Linked DNA regions of Anas platyrhynchos: region 1 is linked to region 2. A link is a contact called in public Hi-C data. All regions are on one chromosome and are shown on one strand. The core of a region is the stretch at or near the end of the contact, and the rest is flanking DNA. Distances in the headings are between cores, read along the strand shown. Region 1 has its middle 6.3 kb from the start of SEMA4D. Region 2 overlaps SEMA4D (semaphorin 4D).

Region 1 (4,080 bases), core at 1,239-3,738, 63 kb after region 2:
AATAAAACATAAAAGCAGACTCCAGTTCTCTCCTTCTGTGCCCTCTTCCTTTTTTTTTTATTTTTATTTTTTGATTTTTTATTTTGTGTGTGCATGTGTGTGTGCTGGCATCCCCTGTCCCTCTCACTCCAAAAGAATGCAAAAACCTGATGTGATTTGCTGCCTGAACTAGGCTGCCCTAATAAGCACCCCTTTGCTGAAGCTAAGCCAGGTCATGGTTTCTCAGTATGATGTTACAGAGACATTTCTTTCCTTCTCTACAGTAAGGTTTCAGTTTCCACCAGTTGCTCCTATTAGATTTCTGTTATTTCGTATGGAGAACAATAGCTAAGGATCCAATTGCCTCAGCATTATAAATTAAATAAAAGGACACACAGCTCAGGAGAGGATGGGATTTTCTAGGATGATATAAGTAATTTGCAGCTAGCAAGAACCTCTTGGGAACATGTCACTGTTCCAGAGAATGAGGAAAAAAATGCAAATAAAGGCTAGAGTGGAAGGGATCAAGGATAATCTTTGACAAGAGACTTATAAAGCCATAAAAGATCACTTTGGCGTGTAGAAACTAGGAAAATTGTATATCTTTCCTATGAGTTGCTTGACAATCAAAGTGAGCGAAAGTGCAGAATATCAAAATTCATATCTGTAACTGTGTCCTGTCTCCTCCACAAATGAAACAAATGCAAAGCTCTTGGTTACTGCATTTAAGGTACACTGGGCATTCTGGTACACAGTGCAAAAAATGTCTTTTAGTTATCTAAAACATCCCCCCTTAGAAGAAGAAGAAGAGGAAACAAGTTTTGTAGAGCAAGCTGGGAATTTTTTTTATGTAACCCTGGAAAATTTCCATTGGTTCACATCAAAACCATTCAAAAGGAGAAAGTTCCAGCTACTATGATTAAATATTTATTTTGTGCTTAGGCTTATCAAGAAAGAGATCCTTAGCCAAAAGTTTTTTATACTGAAAGACTTCAGGTTTTACTTTCCCTGGTTAACTGTAAAAAAAAAAAAAGAAATAAAAAAAAAAAAGAAAGAAGAAATAAAAATCGTGAAATGTAAATAAAACAAATTGATTAACCATTTCCCTGGGAATGATGTCTCTATCCCTTTCCTGGCTTTGAGTTGGTAGCACTTTATTGTCTTGGAAACCTGTCTGGGCCCGGAGAGGAGTCCCCATCTCTGATGGGTGTTCCAGCAGAGGAGAGGTGTGTGACCAGGCATGGGAGAGCCGAACTGCACCTCATGGCATGTGCAGGAGTGGAGGAGCTGCCCCTAGCCTCTCTGCTGCCTTTGGATTCAGTCTGCTGCTGTCAGCTGTGGCTGCGTCCAACACAGCTCTAACCCAGAAGGAGGAGTGTCATAATATTTACTCTTTCTTTTTCTATTTGGTTAATGCTTTAAATTTCTAATTATTCTAAGATAACAGAGATAAGAAAAAGGCTGAGGAAAATGTCAACATTAAGGACATTATAAGCTGATAATCGCTGCTGTTTTTCTTGGCTTTAGGAATAAAAAAAAGGTAGAGAAAAAAAAGTCTGGTAGAAAGAAAGCATCTCTATTAAGAAAAAGGAAAGAAAGAAAGAAAGAAAGAAAGAAAGAAAGAAAGAAAGAAAGAAAGAAAGAAAGAAAGAAAGAAAGAAAGAAAGAAAGAAAGAAAGAAAGAAAGAAAGAAAGAAAGAAAGAAAGAAAGAAAGAAAGAAAGAAAGAAAGAAAGAAAGAAAGAAAGAAAGAAAGAAAGAAAGAAAGAAAGAAAGAAAGAAAGAAAGAAAGAAAGAAAGAAAGAAAGAAAGAAAGAAAGAAAGAAAGAAAGAAAGAAAGAAAGAAAGAAAGAAAGAAAGAAAGAAAGAAAAAGAAAGAAAGAAAGAAGAGGTAGAGGAAAAAAGATTGGATACAAATGTCAGAAAAATAAAATGACTCAGCTGGGCCTGTTATTTATATGTTTCTCGCATATGAAATACATTTTTGCACTGATACAAGGAGAAAGATAAGGAATGTTCTACAATTTGGAGCGATAAAGAAAATTCGCTCCCAGACTTCTAGGGTTTTGAAGCTGCTTTCAAGGCCTGTTGTTTCTGGCTCTTATATGTAACTTCAGTGTTAGGGCAGGCCTGGATTTTCCACCTTCTGCCATTTGTTGCACGATATGCCTAGAGGCAGACATTTTAAAGCGAGGCTTTTTTAGCATTGCTGGAGTACATTGCTATTGTGTATTCACGCCATCTCTACTGTGTACATTCCTTTACTGGAAAAAAAAAAAAATGTACGTGATTCTACAGCAAAGGATAAGAAAATTGTATTTATTATATTGCTCTGCTTGCCCATTTTTCCTGTAACCTTGCACCTGAACAAATAGCTTAATCGGAGACAGTCTGAATGTATTCCAGGGATCACTATCATATCTGTCCCTTCCAGGCACCGTCACACTGCACACGGATCCCCTGGGCTGCCCGGCTGGCGCTCCCTGCCCTAGTGCAGAGCCCATCCTTGTTTCTTTCACTGCGGTCAGACATCCAAGGTTAGTCACTTGGACATCCTTGCGTGCATAACAGACAAGGAATTCTGGTAATACGAAGTGATTAGATAGCATGAAATGATGAAGCAGCAAACAGCATCCAGAGAGCAGCTCACGATTCTCCGCGAAGCAAAGAACAAGGCAAACACAAACATGGTAAAGTCCCTGCAGTTTTTTCGGGAATAAGTTTCATAACCACCAGGTCAGAGACCTGCCTAAGTGCAGATCCTAACAACAGGCTTGGATTGCACATTTCTGCAGTAACTGACCAGTGACAAGCTCAGGAAAAGGGTCCTGTGGACAAGGATGAGAAGCCACGTTACCTCCAACTTCAGTGCAACAGACCAGTGACAAAATATTCACTTGTACCATATCTTTGTTAAAGTTTCATGTCATCTGATTATTTCCTGTGGGGAAAATGGGATAACCAACAGCTGTCCCAAGGGGTTTTAACCCATTTGGTACCATGGCTAGTTTGATGTGCCTGTGCGGTGCAGAGACCCTTCTGCCTGTGGGAAGGGGCCTGGGGAGCACTGCCAGCTCGGCTCCTGCACTACCACAGTCTGAGTAAAACCCTGACCTGGCACCAAGGAGCAATGTCCCAGGGCAGATTGCTTCACCCCTGGCAAAAATACAGATGTAGAGGACGACTTGTTCCTCCTGGGTGACTGCTCCCTTCTCAGCAGGGTTTGCAGGAATCTTTGCAAGGGCAGCCTTCTTCGCCGAGGTTCGATGCAGACGGAAACAGTGCAGGACAATGCTGTTATTGGAAAGCAGCCTTTCAGTTTTCCCCTAGTTTTCCCAAGCACTCCCCTGTTCTTCTCTGGGTTTTAGGGAAGACTCTTGGCCAGTTTCTGGCTGCTGTATGACCAACAGGGGCAGTAGGGACTTCAGTGGGAATTGGCCTTCTGATGACTAGCTGGAAATCTACCCAAAGGTAAAAGGCAGCTACGGACACTAAAAAAAAAAAAAGTAGATGCATTACAATTCTGAGAAATCAAAATGGTTTTTTTGTCCACATACTTAACGCTCCTTCTGGTGTTTCAGACCAAGCAAATTAAATTAAGAAACCACATGAGATATTTCAGTGTGATATGCAGTCAGCCCCAGTGACTGACTTAGGGCAAGCAGCTTGTGAAGGCTTAAAGGCAGTTTTGGAGCACCAGTTAATAACCAATTTGAACCCATTTGAGCTAGGGCATATTTATTTATTTATTTATTCATTCATTCATTTATTTTTAAATAGAGGAAGTTCATTGCTGTCACCAGCGTATGGGGAAGTAGGTTGACAGGAGAGCCAAAACAGCCTGTCTACACCTCCTGTCCTTGACAGCCCTTGTGCAACTTAGGGGCCTCTGTGCTTCCACCTTCCTCCTATCCTCGGACATTCGTTTGACCTTTATGGGGCCAGATTTCTGAAATGACCCAAAGCAATACGGATTCCTAGTCAATAGGCATGCTTGTTGTGCTTGTTTCATAATCTGAATGGAGGTAGGACGTGCTCTTGGGCTCACAAAACACCAAAATGTATCCGCCAACCAGAACTAATTCACAATATGAATTAATTA
Region 2 (4,190 bases), core at 769-3,268:
TCTCAGAAAATGAAAAATGACAACAAAATCTTGCTACTACTACTTGTTATTACCTTCTGAAGGTGACAAAATGACCGGCAAGTGCTTACGTTGCTGTGTGGCCAGGGAACTCCTCTGGCTACACAAAGCAGAAGTCTGTCCTTTCACAGATGGGCTTGCTGTGTAGGTTTGCAGGACAGAGCCTTTTTCACGTTAATATTTTTTTCACATTAATATATTTGACTTACAGAAAATTATTTGCTGAATTAAGGTAAAGTTTTGCGTATTAGGAAAGGGGGGTGGGACACCACAGTGCATGCTGCATGCCCAACAGTGCAAGATGTTCTCACTCCCTTTAGTTTAAATAGCGATGAAAATGCACTCAGGAGCTTGTCCTTAAATTTAGCCTTCAATTTAATTACTCTCCCTCCCCCCTTCCCTGTGCTGAAAATTATCTGGAATAACTCCTTCACTCACATCCACTGGGAAGTCATCCATAATCTAATATGAACCTGTTTTGATATAACACAACGGGTAGAAGGAGCACAAAACCCAGACAATGGCCTAATTTCCAAATTAGCTCAGCTCCATCAGTGTTCACTGGCTTTGATTAGAGTTGAGTGCTTTGCATTTTTGAGAAGTTAGGTCTCCTAATGCTTTAGGTTTGACTCCTAAAAATGAGCTGTAATTTGCTTGAAAACAAGAACATTTAAGAAGTAATTCAGGAAGAAGCCTGCAATGCTTAGTTACACAATTAAACTCTAATTAAAGTGGCCACAGGTCTACTCTTTGGTTTTCTGTAAAATTGCTGAACATTTTCTAAGGTAAATTTAAACAAGTAATTTTCATTTAGGCATTCTTCTGCTTGTGTTTTTAAATCAATGTATTATGATGAACTGGAGCAAACTACTGTGTACAGCACTTGCATGAGTTTTCCATAATGCTCGTATTTATGGTGTCTGAAAACAGGGCAACTACAGAAGAAGAAACAATTAACAGAGCTCCTGTCAGTTTGGCAGGGCACAGCTGGAAATTGCGAGCTGTGAACGCTCCTGTTGACAAGCATAATTTTAGTGCACAGGCAGAGAAAAGAGACGAGATTCTGCTCTCTCAGAGGACAGAAAATTGAAACTGTTAAATACAGGAACGTTTCAGGATGCCTAATTGCTTATAGTGAACAACCCATGTAAAAAACTAACACAAATTACGAAAGCGGGGAGCTGCAATGGCTTATCTTACCATAGTAACTTATCACAGAGCAGTTTGGGTTGGAAGGGACCTTAAAGATCTACCTCCAACCCTCTGGCCAGGGGTCAGGGACACCTCCCCCCAGACCAAGCTGCTCAAGGCCCCATCCAGCCTGGCCTTGAACACCTCCAGGGATGGGGCATCCACAGCTTCTCTGGGCAGCCTGCGCCAGTGCCTCACCACCCTCTGAGTGAAAAATTTCTTCCTTATATCTAATCTTGACTGTTACTGAGATGGAAAAACATCTGGCTCTCACATCGCCCACGTCAGTGGCATCCGATGAGTACTTGACAGACTTGCTGGAAAGAAACAGTGCTCTGGTCCACCTTCTTCTGGAAAATCACTCTCACCACAAAACACAAGCTCTGCAATGGGAGAAGTTGAGAAACCAGCAACAGGAAGAAGGCTCCTATCTTTCTCATCCTCTAGGGCACAGGCACAAAAGAAAGCACAAAGGGGTATTTGTGAAAGTAAAGTTTCACCTTTCACAGATGTCAATTCAGCGACTCTTATCACTACCAGATTAATTTTATGAATGAAGTAATAAAACGCAACACTGAACACCCAGAGGTCAGCGTCTTCTCCCCCTGACAACACTGTAAAGCTGCAACCTGTACGTGGGATACTTGCCCAATCCATCTAAATTCTGGAATTTCCAAGTTAGGAAATGCCCAGTTTTGCAACCTTGATTTTGAAATATTTTTTTTTCCCCTTTTCTTCTCTTAATAAGTACTTACTTACATTGCGCAACTCCTGAATTCTGCTCGGTGTTGCACAAAGTGCTGGATGGATCTTTCCTTATCTTCTTGACAAAGCCTCGGACTTCATGGCAATGAGCTGAGGCACCCGCAGCACGCAACATCACAGCTGGGGCCTCGGCACTCCCCAGAGAGGATCGTTAGCAGCACAGCACCCACCCTACCTCTCCCCCCAGTAAAGGCAAGGCGGACGCCCACCTCCTGATGTCCTCTCACAGCTCCCCAGGCACACCGAGTTCCCACAGCACTTCCCCATCTCTTCACGTAGCCCTGTGCTATGTGCCCTGGGCAATCTTTTCTGGCAATGCTCCGGCACTGCTCCACGGCAGGTCCCACACAGAGGGGCTGCAGCACTTTGGGCACCCTTAGACCAGCGGTGGAGATGCAGCACTGCCCCAGGCGAGCAGCCCCAGGCAGCAGGGACCGGGCTGGGACAGGGCTGTAGCAGAGACACTGCTTGCCCAGGGAGAGGGCCTTGCCAGAGGGCCTTTCTTGTCCAGAAAACACAGCTCCTGGGCCTCCACAGTGGCAGAGGCACTCACCTTTCACACCTAAGAACCCACTGCACCGCCTGCCAGGGGAAAACTAAGGGTGAAAACAGGAACGCTGTCAGCTGCATGCAATTACATTACCATAGGTGATGCAAGCCTCCATGAGGCTGCAAGACAAATGAGCACCTTCCTCTGGGCTGCAAGACAGAGCTTCAAACACTCACAGTTCCCTGCCTCTCCATCTAATTACTTCCACATCTTCCGCTGCCCTGGCAGAGCAAAGGAGGCCTCACCTCACAGTAAGCAGCAGCTGGCCACCAGGCATCCCCTGCCCCAGCAGGAGCAAAGAACACACAGGCTTCCTGGGCAACTTACCCATCTATTTTTAAGACAGATAAATACAACAATTTAATTATGTGTTTGCAAAGTAGTAGGGTTACTGTGATGAGGGATAGGAAGCTATACGGGGCGACAGGCAAACTTTGAGCTGCTTCCTTTGGCAAAAAAAGGGGGAGGTAACGTGATTCATCTGTCAGATGGCATAAAATGTTTTCCCAAAATAATTTCCTTCAAAGGCTTTAGGAAACTTTAACAGAATACAGACCTGCTTCAATGTTTACTGAAGCCTATTCGATAACAAAGATTTTAAGGCTCCATATGAAAAAGCAAACCACAGAACTCCCACTGCGAGACTTTGCTTAAACCTGATTTTTTCAATTTGCTTAGTCTTTGATTCCAAAAATAGACGGAAAACTTAGCAATACTTGTGTCATTACCTGTCAAAATTACAAAGACAGAAACATACAATTCACCTTTGACAACTGAGTTTTATTTACGTAGTTTATTTTGGACTGGTATAAGGACAGACGGGAAATGCCCCTTGCTTTAGATCTCACCCTGTCACAACCTGAAGCACGGTGCCGTTTTTAGACTGCCTGATGGAAAACATCATTTCTATCATCTTTTCTTTATTATGCAACACACACAAACTCACGGTTTGCTAAACTAAGTTAAGACCTCAACCTAACAGACCAGTGTCCCTTTATGACTAATACAAATGTAGAGCAGAGGATTATTTACATTTCAAACTGTATCAAAAATACTTAATAGTTAACTAGGTACTCACAAATTAGGTGAAGCTTTTCAAGATAATTTGATGCATCCTTTACCTGCACCACAAAGCTTGCTGAAGGATGCGTGCTAGGGCTAAAAGGAGGACAAAGTTTCTGAGGAAAATGAAGTTCCCAGTTGCAAGTCGTGTCTAAAATTTTTTAGGCTGAAACCTTCCGTGAGGACAGCTGCAGGGCTATGATCTTGGGATCACCAAGATGTGGTGGGCTGCATCCCATGACTGGAGTGCTGCAATGATGGGATACAGGCTCTTTAGGAAGGTCGGGTTGGGATGACAAGGAGTCCTTTATGTGAGAGCACACCTGGAAAGCATGAAGCCCTATGAAGGGAATGGATGAGGAGCTGACAGAGACCTTACAGGTGAGATTAAAGAGAGCACAGGTAAAGGTGACATGATGCTGCAGGCCACCTGGCCAGAAGAAAAAGCAGATGAGGCACTCAGACAGATGGGAGGAGCCTCATATTCTCAGGCTTTGGTCCTCATGGACCTTCAATACCTGCTGAAGAGACAACACAGCAAGACCTAAGCAATTCGAGAAGTTTATGGAGTGCAGCAATGATACCTTCCTCCTTCAAGTAAGGG

The links. A called contact is a pair of places that touch in the nucleus more often than the background predicts.
Region 1: a contact with region 2 is called in a Hi-C map of liver, with 2.2 times the contacts expected there. The contact joins two enhancer-like sites. A contact is called at or near these places in 2 of 8 Hi-C or Micro-C datasets (liver and skeletal muscle).

What each region holds. Positions count from the first base shown.
Region 1 is chrZ:48,181,838-48,185,917 of IASCAAS_PekinDuck_T2T, forward strand. No RefSeq gene overlaps it. Among named protein-coding and RNA genes, the nearest start is that of SEMA4D, 6.3 kb to the left of the region's middle. Within about 2 kb of position 2,489, at least 4 of the 8 cell types and tissues checked have an H3K27ac peak or open chromatin away from gene starts, as enhancers often do.
Region 2 is chrZ:48,119,488-48,123,677 of IASCAAS_PekinDuck_T2T, forward strand. All of the region lies in intron 2 of SEMA4D (semaphorin 4D), which reads right to left. Among named protein-coding and RNA genes, the nearest start is that of SEMA4D, 56 kb to the right of the region's middle. Within about 2 kb of position 2,019, at least 2 of the 8 cell types and tissues checked have an H3K27ac peak or open chromatin away from gene starts, as enhancers often do.